Regions from separate parts of the Mus musculus genome. Here regions 1 and 3 are each linked to region 2. A link is a contact called in public HiCAR-type and HiChIP or PLAC-seq data. All regions are on one chromosome and are shown on one strand. Each heading gives the region's core, a stretch centred on a gene start, on an enhancer-like site or on the middle of the called end of the contact. The rest is flanking DNA. Distances are from core to core; before and after follow the strand shown. Region 1 overlaps Prkca (protein kinase C, alpha). Region 2 holds the start of Amz2 (archaelysin family metallopeptidase 2). Region 3 overlaps Prkca (protein kinase C, alpha).

Region 1 (3,500 bases), core at 836-3,335, 1.3 Mb before region 2:
GTTTGAGCTTAGCCTGCTCTGCACAAACTCCTTAAATGTTAGCTAGTAAGTTTTAAGAGCATGAAATGACTCCCCCCACCCCCCGTGGCTTTATATAGAACCATAATAATTGTAACATGAGCTCAGTGCCTCTGTGAATGCCTGTCACCAGCCCCTGCTGTGGGATTCCACCCTGTGGCTTATTATCAGCCGCACACAGAACAAATGTGGTCAATCTATCTTTGAAAATCTGCTTGCTGTGGGGGCCTAGGAGCGTTTTTAGGGTCTTATCTGCACTCAGGACTCTGGTTGTTAAGTGAAAATTGAGAAGCAGGGCTTCATATTCTAAACAATGTCACTGTACATTTTATAGAGCTTGTGACATTCCGCAACTTCCAGGACACTGTTCTGTATCCGTGACACTAAGGAGAAGTGTTTTTATTTAATTTTCCTTGGTACACCCAGTCACTTTAGAAGAACCTGGGTGGCTTTTCCTAGTGGTGGCCACATGGACTTGGTGTACTTCCCCAGAGCAGTAAGAAGCGGCTTGGGAGCTCAGCTCTGAGCAGGCTGTGTAATTTCTTCTCTTGGCTGTAACAGTCATCTGCCTTCTCTGGGGCTATCTTGGTTTGGAAGATGGAAGGTATTTATTTTTCTTCCACATCCAGATCTAGAAGGAAAAAAACTAGCTTTGGATCCCAGCCAACTGTTCTTTGTTTCAAAAATCAATATACGCCTTGGAGGAAACAATATTAGCAAGGGGCCACACCCCCTGAAGCTCCTGGCATAGTAGCCGGTCTAAGAAGCCTGGAGATGAGCCTGCAGAGGGGAGCTGGAGGAGCATACTCTACGAACCTCCATGACTGCAATCTGCAGCCGACTTTGCTTATCTCATCGGTGGGAAAACAGCATGCGGCAGATTAGAACCTAGCTCTAAAAGCCACTCTCTGCACCATTCTTTATCAAACTTCCTTACTTGAGCCACTGCAAAGATGACAGTCATTGCACAGTCTCTGATAAACTCCCACCATCCCCTGCAACTAGCGTTGCAATGACCGGTGAACTCAATCGAGAACAAGTAAGAACATCTGCTTCTTATGTTGTTGTTTCTACAACCCAAAGCTATCATATCAATCGACCCTTTTGGTATTCCCAATGTGACAAGTATTTAAATGCATCTAAACCTGCAGTACATCAGCAAGATGGTTTTAGGAATTGGAATTTCTGTTGCAATTCATAAATAATCAAGTAAAATTCTAATTATTTTCAAAAGAAGAAGAAAAAGAAGAAGAAGGAGGAGGAGGCGGAGAAGGAGGAAGAGGAGGAGGAAGAAGAAGAGGAAGAGGAAGAGGAAGAGGAAGAGGAAGAAGAAGAAGAAGAAGAAGAAGAAGAAGAAGAAGAAGAAGAAGAAGAAGAAGAAGAAGAAGAAGAAGAAGAAGATCTGCTTCTTATGTTGGTAGGAGTCCCATAGACACCTGTACACACCTTGCCCATGTGGTCACTCAACACATGGGTTGTCCTTTTCTTAACCAGGAAAAGAGATTCGGGAGGGACAGAGAAATGCACTACACCCAAGAAGTGTCAAGTCTAGAGGTCCAACCAGAAGGACATTGATGACCTTTCACCACACACCTGCATGTAAATCATAGTCAATCTCCACACCACGGGAGGTTTGGGGTCTCTCCAGCAGATGAGGATGCAGAGGAGTAAGGGACCCGAAGCTAGAGCAGCTGAGAAGGTCACACACAGTCTAACCCCCTGTTCCATCCCAGTGTCAGCCATCTGCAAATGCCAGACTCCTACTTTCCCGCGCCACCAGCCTTGCACTACATAGCTGCAGACAGCAGAGAACTTTGTCATTGGCTGCTTGACACTGAAGAAGCCCCACTAACTGCTGCCAGCTACCCAATCCACTGCCCGCCTGGGGCTATTATAACATGGTCCACTATTCTGGGAGGACCTCCATCTCTGGCTGATTCATTCCTCCTCCACTGAGCAAAACCCTAGCGGCACGGCTGTCTTGTTCTAGCCTTCCTTCCACACCGGCCCAACCCGAGCCGGGTTTTGCAGAAAGCTGCCTCCCTGTCCGCCTCCTCACCGCTGCCAGGGCTCCTGACTGGGCTGAACAGCTCCTGGTGAATGTTACCCTTTGTCTCTGGAGCCCAGGGCTGGCTCTGATGGCTGGAAAGCTTGAACAACAATGATGAATCAGAGTATTTATTTTTGAGGTTTTTCTCCAAGCTGCCTCTTCATCAGGCCTTAAATAGCAGCATTCAAGCTGCCACAGATACTTCCAAAAGTTTGCTGGCCTGGAATTCCCAGGAGGGAAGAACTTCGTCTTCCTGGCAACAAACTGGAGCTCAGTGATGCCCTGACTGAAAGAGGGGCACAAGCTGGGTTTCTCAAGAGATGGCAGCCTTACCTGATTAAATTGATTATGCCATTTTCCCTGTTCCTGAGCACCCTCCCCCCACCCCTCACCCTTGCAGGAGAAATGGCGTATTTCTGTTTCCAAGTGTGGTGGCCTTTTCAAAACCTGTTTTCTGCATTTCACTCTTTCTTAATTGGTGCCACCTAGAGCCAGGTCTGGTCTGTTCCACCCAGGGCCAGGAAACTCAGCTTTCACATAAAGAATGATCCACACACAGTGTAGTTCTCTGATGTTAAAAAACAAACAAACAAAACAAACAAACAAAAAAATCAAACAAAAAGAAAAACAAAAAAACTTCATTTGAAAGTTAACAGTTCTTGTTAAGATCGAACGGTTCCATGAAACCACGGAAAAGAACCCCAAGAAGCATTTGCTTTTCTTGTTACATCGTTTGGCCCCCTCAGTCGGAACAGAAAGGTACTTCGCGCCTGAAGCATGTGTTTGACATCACAGATATGCCTGCCCAGGTAGCCGCTTTCCAGGAGGGAAAGAAGTCTGAACAGACAAAACAAACAGGAAATGAGAGCAGAGGGTCATAAAACAGACCCAAACCCAGTGAAAGTGTGAAGATGGAAGATGTGGTGCAGAAACACAGTGACACAGTGACGCAGTGACGGGAGATACTCAGCTCCGGAGACACCATCCTAGTGCGTCTGCCTGTGAACAGAGACATGCTGAAGCGGTCAGAAGGGAGGGTACTGTTCTTTTCATGACAGTCTAGATGATAAGAGGGTTTAACTGCTGCTATGATTGTGTGCCAATGAGGGCCTTGGTGTGGGCCCTGGAGAGAGCCTGGTCTCCACAGGAGGGCACACTGGCCTTCCCTGAAAATGCCCTGAAGTCCATTAAGCATGCCACGCTGTCAGGTAATTTGCTCATTGGAATGCTTCCTGACTAAAGGCAGACTTCTCTCACACTGGCACCCATTCCACCTAGCAAAGCGGCCTTGAAGTCTCACGTGCTCATAACTGCAAACAGAGCATAGACCGGCCACCAGCACACTAACACATAAAGATGGAGATGGCCACCCCTCCCTCTCACTGGAGAGCTCTTCCGATGCTGTAGGTTCACTCTTGTTTATCCGTGAGCC
Region 2 (3,731 bases), core at 34-2,533:
GCACACAGAAAAATGGAAAGCAGGAACCTTGTGGTGTTAGACTGCAATCAGAGTGATTGGTAGGAATTCCCAGTGTAGGTGTCCTGTGACTACTTAGAAAAAATTGCTTGTTTAGAAGCATGCTCTGGAGTATTTACACTAAAGGGGCATCATGTCTACAGCTGATTAAAAATGTCCCGGGAGAAAAAAATGGTCAGGTTGTTGGGGAGTGACCTCATGGGAGGAGAAAGAGGATCAGAGGGGGTCCTGGGGAAATATAACCGAAGTATGAAAATTTGAAAGAATATACATGTATGTGTCTCTCTCTGTATGTGTGTATACAGTGCTCAGAAGTCAGACACAGGAACATTCTCTGCTACATAGTGAGTTCAAGGCCAGCCTTGACAGGAGACCCTCCCCAAATAAGCCACTTTTGTCAACTTGGTAAGGGCAGTAAGGACAACATATATGAGCCTTGTTATAATAACTGGGCAAGGATAATTAGAGCAGTGTGCACAAGGCAAGAAGAGAGCAAAAAGTTTGGGGGTTGGGTAGGAAGAAGGGTACAGACATGTGGGGTATGCAGTCTTTAACTTCCAAGGATGAGAGGATGTTGATAAAATAGTGGCATCATCCCCTTGTTTGACCTTCCTGGGGCCAGAAGCGCCCAGAGATGCAAAAGGATTGAATAGGTATATGCTGGGGGCGGGGATCAGGAGATCTGGCCCTGGGGTTTCCCCTTCCAGAGTCTCCTGGGGGTCCGAGCTCTAAGCTCTTAGTTCCCCAAGTACCAAAGGCAACCCTATGCCCCACGCCCTAGGATGCAGCCCTGCTTCCTGACAGCGGTGAGGCCGCGACAGTCGGGCAAACCGACTAAGAAGGGAAAGTCCAAGCGGGTGATGTGTCAAGCCGCGGACACGGCTGACTTATTTGGACCCAGTGGTTAAATTACTCAGGCTCAGCCCACGGCAGGTGGTTCCGTGACCCTGCACCGCCCGCGAGGAGCGGGTCGCGGCGCCCCCGTGAGGGCCGACGCGAAACAGCGACGACTGGGGACTGTCCGACACTACATCGCCCCCTTACTACTTTAGTCAACCACACACAGCGTGAGTGTTGTGAAATGGACAGAGGTCACGCCTTCGGGGCGGGGTTACAGCACATGGGCGGGGCCTTTCTGGAGGAGTGGGGCGGGCTCAGTGTTTGGAGGAGGAGCCTTAGGAGGGAAGAGCGCAGATAGGAGGCGGGGCGACGATTGAGGGGCGGGAAGACGGGTCTTGCTAGTGGGCGGTGTGGGCGGGGCATGCGTGAAAGGGTGAGGTGCGTCCGCGCGAGGCGCATGCGTGCTAGGACCACCGTGGCAGCTTGAGGGCGGCCTAGAGGCCTGTCCGGGTGAGGGTGGTATGAGGAACCGTCAGGGCTGGGCAGGGGAGGAGGAGGAAGGTGTTGATCGTTGGGGAGGAGCGGATGTGGTGGGAGGGATGGCTGCGGCGGAAGCAGAGGGGACCTCGGGGGCAGGATGTCTCTTGGGAACAACGCGGGCCTTTCCGGTTGCTCCCTGGGTAGAAGACGCGAACTCTGAGTTCCGGGGAGGCCCCCCACTTTTGACTCAAGCAGAGACTGGGTGGCGTCTGCACCGGCCGTGCAAGTTGCTATGGGCAACCAGCTAGCACGTCTGGCGAGACCCACTTGGCGGGAGATGTTCCGGTTATAGAACCGAAGCATCTTAGGCCCCCGGTCCCTGCAGTGACTGTACGATGGCTCCCTGCACACTTCTTCAGCGACACCATCCACGTTGGACTAGGATGTGGAGGCCTTCTGACTTTCCACTCTGTCTCTTTTATTAGGGTGAAGGCCACACCCCTTTGCCAGACATGCATTGTCCTTAGAAAAACATAAATGGAAAAACAGCAGCTGGAGATTTCTCCTTTATAAAGGTAGGTAGACTGAATGGGGCCATGGTGATTTATTTTTTTTTTCTTTTTAAATTTCATCCTGTAAAAATAAAATCTCAGCCCAGATGTGCAGTACCGAGATGAGCTACACTCAGCGTAGTCTCTAGGATCCTTTCTAGTCAGTGTCACCCTCTTGAGCTCCAGAATTCAGAAGTTCACTGAGCACAGCAGTTAGCTTAAATTTCAAAATCAGTCGTTAATAAACTGAGAAATACAGAGAAACCCTGTCCCACCCCCCAACCCACCCCCAAAACAAAGCAGAACAAAAAACCAGCCAACCAACCAAACAAACAAAAATGGAAAAGGCCCTCAATTAGAAAACACAAACTAAATGGACAGAAACATTCATCTTTTTTTTCTTTTCTCACTCAAAAAGCGTCTGCTTGGTATGAAGGATGAACGTGCCACGTAGGGACTTGATAGGAATGGGGAAAGTCCTGTCACCATGAGTATGGCGTCTCATTGGTCATCTTAGATCTACCCCCGTGTCTTATGGCTGACAAGGTAAGCGTAAGGGGCTGAGATGGATCTTGCCAACCTGCAGTTAAATAACAGAACCATTACTCTTTTCCTTATTGAATATCTTTGAGTGACACTGGAAGGGATGCCGTTGATCCTGTGGACAAAGTGAGTCAGCTCAAAATATTATGATTGTTTTCAAATGACAGAGGACGTTGGGCATCAGTAGGATTTAAGAGTCACCGCTAGCCAGGCAGTGGTGGTGCACACGTTTAATCCCAGCACTTGGGAGGCAGAGGCAGGCGGATTTCTGAGTTCAAGACCAGCCTGGTCTACAGAGTGAGCTCCAGGACAGCCAGGGCTATACAGAGAAACCCTGTCTTGAAAAACCAAAAAAAGGAGCTGTTAGTTACTGTTTTTGAGACAATGTTGCTATATAACTCAGGCTGAGTGTCAACTTTCAATCTCCTGCCTCTGTCTCCTGAGTATTGGTTTACAGGTGTCGGCACTATGCCCAACTTGACAGTAGTTACTAGGATGGGAACAGCAGGCTCAGTGGGAGATACAAGAATGGTCTGAATGAATGGTTTTCCTTTTAATTCTTTCGTTACTTTCCCCCAATAAACTGATTGGACGCGGAGAAAACATTCTTTTTTATTTATTTATTTATTTTGGATTTTTTTTTTTTTTTTTTTTTTTTTTTTTTTTTGAGACAGGGTTTCTCTGTGTATCCCTGGCTGTCCTGGAACTCACTTTGTAGATCAGCCTGGCCTCGAACTCAGAAATCCGCCTGCCTCTGCCTCCCAGGTGCTGGGATTAAAGGCGTGTGCCACCACACCCGGCTGACAGCAAGCATTATTACACAGAGGAAATAAGAAAAAAAAAAGTAAGAAAGAAAGAGAATGAAAGAAAAATTAAAATTAAAAACAACCTTTTTAATTAAGTCAATCAGAATTCTTCCACTTAGAATTAATTACATGTGGATTCTAAAATACATATGCTTGTAGAAATACGTGTATTGGCATAGAATTAAATTGTAACAAGATTACAGGATACTATGAATCCTTACTTTTTTGTCGAAAATAAATACATCAATACAATTTTCACAGTAATATAAACACCAAAATATACGAGTGAATTTATTTTTCTTTCACTTAGCTGTGTTTTATAAAAATAAACATACTGTGTAAATGTAGCCATTTTCACAATTACTAATCTGAAATTTCACTGAAATCTGAAGTAAAGCACAACTATAGTCATTTTGTTTGTTTGTTTGGTTTTTGAGACAGGATTTCTCTGGGTAGTCCTCGGTGTTCTGGAAATAGTTTTGTAGATCAGGCT
Region 3 (3,753 bases), core at 1,242-3,741, 1.2 Mb before region 2:
GAGGATGACAGTGCTTGAGGCTCATCGCCATCCATGGAGGGAGCATGGGGATTTTTGAGCACTATCAACTCTGGACTTGAGGATCGATCGATCATGGCCTCCTATAGAACCTCCTTTAGAACATCAATTGAAAACTGCTTTTACAGCTCTTACACATAGGTTGGACATAGGCACACTTAGAGTGGGCAGTAATGTATGTCTTATGTTGATCAAAAAGTACAAAGAGAGGATGAAGAGGTACAAAGGAATGTTTAATAGTTTCCAAGGCTACCCACCAGTGGCTTAGACAGCAGGGCGTCGTTGCTCTCTAGTTCTGCAAAGCGAGATGCCTGAAATCCAAGTGCTGACTCAGCTGATCCCCTCTTGAAGCTCTGGAGAGGATCTTTTCCTTGTCTCCCTCTCAGTCTCTGGTGCTTCCTGGCATTCTTTGGTTCGTACATGCATCATACCAACCTCTACCTCTGCCATCTCCACTACATTCTGTGTATTGTCACGGCCACTGAGTTGAGAGCCAGTGTCCACCTAGAGAGACCTCACAGGAACCAACCATAATGTCTGAATAGAGATCGGCCACATTGTGAGGTGACACATGGACATGAACTTCGGAAGGACACTGTTGGAGTGCCACACAGAGAAACCAGGAGGGAAGCATGGGGAAGGCAAACAGATGAGGAGAGCCATGCCTCCAAAAGAGGTCTCTATGAACTCTGTGCTCTGCAGGCCTGACCCAGACACCAAGGCATGAACAGAGTGCAGCGTGCGCTTAGGTTTCTTCCAGCCCCGAGGTCTTGGATTCCAAGTGGAAGGAAATCTCCCACCCACACGTTAAGAACCCAGTTCATCCAAATGCCACAGCAGGCTGTTTGCTATAAGTCGGTGAGGATGAGTGAGCTTGGCACAGTGGATCAGCGCTTACACAATCAGAGATACTAGGATAATCTTTCTTGGTCTATAAACTCACAAATGCTTCTGCATTTAACCATCTTCCTGGCGGCTCCACTTGAAACGTTCTTGGGGGCCTCTCTTTTCTCAGAGCACCCACCCCCAGCCAGACACACAGAACCATCTTAGAACCTAGAAGTCCAGGCAAGGGATGGCGTCTGTGTGATTATGAGAGGCAGTTCCCACCCCCCAGGCACACTTGTGAAGGGTGGGGAGAGCCAACTAAAATTAATGAACTTTTCCTGCCAAAAAGAGCTCGGCTCCCAATTCGGTCATGTGTTGCCAAATAGACAGTGTGAATGAAGTCAGCCTGCGAAGAAAATAAGAACATTCCAGAGGAGCAGGAGTTGGAGACACGCTGTCCCTGACTTCAGCACACTGATCTAAAGATATCCCCCACCCCAGCAGAAGCAGCCCAGACCTGTAGCTGATTCACCCATAGAATGTTTCTCTCCACAGCGCACTCAATATTTTGTAGCCTCTTGTTAATTCCCACCTCCCTTCTGTAAGCCCCTTTGTTACCTGGTCTCATCCTCTGGCTCCTCTGAGCTCAGAGGAGGCCCCTCTCTTTCTCTGACCCCAGCCATGGTCAGTGATAACAGGACCCACAATACCTACCTAAGTCTTAACTCCTCCACCCTTTACATCACAGTCTGTTTTCCCCTATACCATAATAAAAGAATCTGATGTCAACAGCCCCGTGGCACTCCTGGGTCCTTACCACTCTCAATGTACTTGGCAGAAGACTGTCAGCCCTGAACAACTTTCCCCAGGAAGCTGGCATGCTGAAGGGAGAGCCACAGGGCCTTAGCACCTGCCAAGACAGCCATGTGCAAGTGCCTGCCCCAGGGAGGACAATAGCCTGGCTCAGCTAGCGCAAACTATAATTGAAGCTGAATGCAATTAATTGTATAATTCTGAGTCATTTCAGATTAATTCTGCTAAAATTCAAATCCTAAAAGTAGGGCACGAGAAAAGAATCAGTTTCACAAAGAAATCAGACATAAATAAAGTCTACACCAGCCCTGGGTTTTTGCCCAACACTGAGAGCTAAGCACAATAACATTGGAGTTATCAATCAAAAATAAATTTAACCCAAATACAATGATATCACAACCCACAGTTTTAGATGCTAAAAAGCCTAAGCAGCCTTGTTATTTGGTCTAAGAAAAAAAAATGTTATGATATTTGGATGCCTGTGTCTGTCTACTCCCGGAGACTTTCATGTCATTCAGTCTGAAGTGGATAATGAGGACCACAAGAACAATCAAACCAGCTGTAGAAGCTGCAGTCAGAAAGATGGGCGTGGCCTGTGGGAGACCAGATGGCCGCACTTAAACCCTGGTTTCCACTCTCTCCTTGGGACCTCCTCGAGTTCCAGTTCCTGCTTCACCACGGAGCCTCCTGACTTCATGGGAGCCTTCTCTGTGGTGTCAGGCATGGATATGCCATGGCCCATGGCCATCTAGCCAGTAGGAAGTGAGCGGAGGTAGACTTCTGCATCCGGACTCAGGCCTCTGGGGTGTGGAGGGCTGTCAGCTTCCGCCTCCCAAATACTTCTGAACTTACAAAGACAGCAAACGCAATCAGGGAAACAGTGAGGGGCTCTGTGCACACAACATGGGGACTGGGTGAGTTCCTGTGTCTTTGGAGAAACACCCAAGGTTCCAACGGGGTTCAGAAAGCTGGGGTGGAACTCAGTGGTAGAGTCATGCCCTGATGCGTGAGGTCCTGGTTCTGTGGCTGACCTGGGAGTGGGGTTAAGGAGAGTTCGCTCTAGAACCATCTGTGGGCTTTTGGAATCTAATTTTACATTGAAGTGTGCAAAGCTCTGTTCTTAAAAGCATCTGTGCCATGAAAACAAGCAGAGCCCGTCTGCATCTTGTGACCAAACACTCCAAGAAGTTCTTGGAAATTGAAAGGTCTCAGGAGGAACCGGAAACCTCAACACCCATCAGGGCAGTTCCTTATTCCTGTCGCACACAGCTGCGCTGCCTGCTCCTCGACACTTCTTGTCAGCAGATGGGTTCCTGTGAGAACAGATGATCCTCTCTGTAAGTGCCCACACAGAGGACTCTGGAAACACCTGTGTTGAACCAGGACTCAGGGTCCCATTCCAGTCAGCTCTGGGGCCTGGGCCACTGTCAGACACCAAGTGGCTTGTGAGGGACAGATGGGGGCTCTCCTGAGGTCACTTAGTGTCCAGCTATACGAAAGCTGTGAGGACACAGACATTTCTCCAGACAAAATGAAGCCACTGGCAGTATTTTCCAATAAGCCCAATCCTCTAGGCTCCGTGGCTAGGAGGGTCACCCACTGCCTGTACTGATTCAGTCGGTTTAGAAACGTCTCTGTGACACAGGGGGGTCATAAACAACTTCATATAAATGAGAGACGTGCTCAGCAGAATGAGAGGCCTGCTGGAGGCTGCGAGGGAGGAAGCACTAATCTGATTTACTCCCCGGCGATGTCCCGTTTCCAATCCAATTTTCTGGACACTGAGATGGAGACAGGATCGAAATGGTATTTGCCAGGAGCAAGAAGAGAGATATTTCTGTCCCCTGGCCTTTGTCTTTATTAGAGATCAGCCCGGAGTGAGCCAAACTCTATAGGAAGCCCAGGGTTCATAACATGACTTTGTGTCAGAGACTTTGATTCATGGTCTTGGCTGGCAGGCAGGGCTGTGGGCAGAAGACGGGGACCCAAGCTCTTTCCCTGCTGGGCCCTGACATAGTGGGGATCGGTTGCCTGGGCACTTACAGGAAGGGTTCTCTGATGATCGAAGTGCAACCAACTCATCCATAATAGCTG

Evidence for each region. HiCAR-type assays count read pairs that join an accessible place to other places. HiChIP or PLAC-seq counts read pairs in DNA pulled down with a chosen protein or histone mark.
Region 1: a HiCAR-type map of astrocytes shows a contact between it and region 2, with 5 times the contacts expected there. The contact joins the enhancer-like site here to the promoter of Amz2 in region 2. A contact is called at or near these places in 3 of 39 promoter capture datasets (the C10 cell line, pre-B cells and stem cell-derived epiblast-like cells), 3 of 115 datasets of contacts at active chromatin or transcription factors (astrocytes, large pre-B cells and pancreatic cancer cells) and 1 of 9 other capture datasets (adipose tissue).
Region 3: an H3K27ac HiChIP or PLAC-seq map of large pre-B cells shows a contact between it and region 2, with 2.7 times the contacts expected there. The contact joins the enhancer-like site here to the promoter of Amz2 in region 2. A contact is called at or near these places in 1 of 39 promoter capture datasets (the C10 cell line), 2 of 115 datasets of contacts at active chromatin or transcription factors (astrocytes and large pre-B cells) and 1 of 9 other capture datasets (liver).

The regions. Positions count from the first base shown.
Region 1 is chr11:108,148,511-108,152,010 of GRCm38.p6, forward strand. All of the region lies in intron 3 of Prkca (protein kinase C, alpha), which reads right to left. Among named protein-coding and RNA genes, the nearest start is that of Gm11655, 23 kb to the right of the region's middle. Within about 2 kb of position 2,086, at least 122 of the 459 cell types and tissues checked have an H3K27ac peak or open chromatin away from gene starts, as enhancers often do. A contact at or near this core is called in astrocytes and pancreatic cancer cells, where this site is marked.
Region 2 is chr11:109,424,663-109,428,393 of GRCm38.p6, forward strand. Amz2 (archaelysin family metallopeptidase 2) reads left to right here and starts at 1,284. Exons shown (of 9, transcript NM_025275.4): 1 at 1,284-1,368; 2 at 1,824-1,913; 3 at 2,308-2,435. The coding sequence starts at 2,424.
Region 3 is chr11:108,220,445-108,224,197 of GRCm38.p6, forward strand. The region is part of intron 2 of Prkca (protein kinase C, alpha); the gene reads right to left. Among named protein-coding and RNA genes, the nearest start is that of Gm11655, 49 kb to the left of the region's middle. Within about 2 kb of position 2,492, at least 167 of the 459 cell types and tissues checked have an H3K27ac peak or open chromatin away from gene starts, as enhancers often do. A contact at or near this core is called in astrocytes and liver, where this site is marked.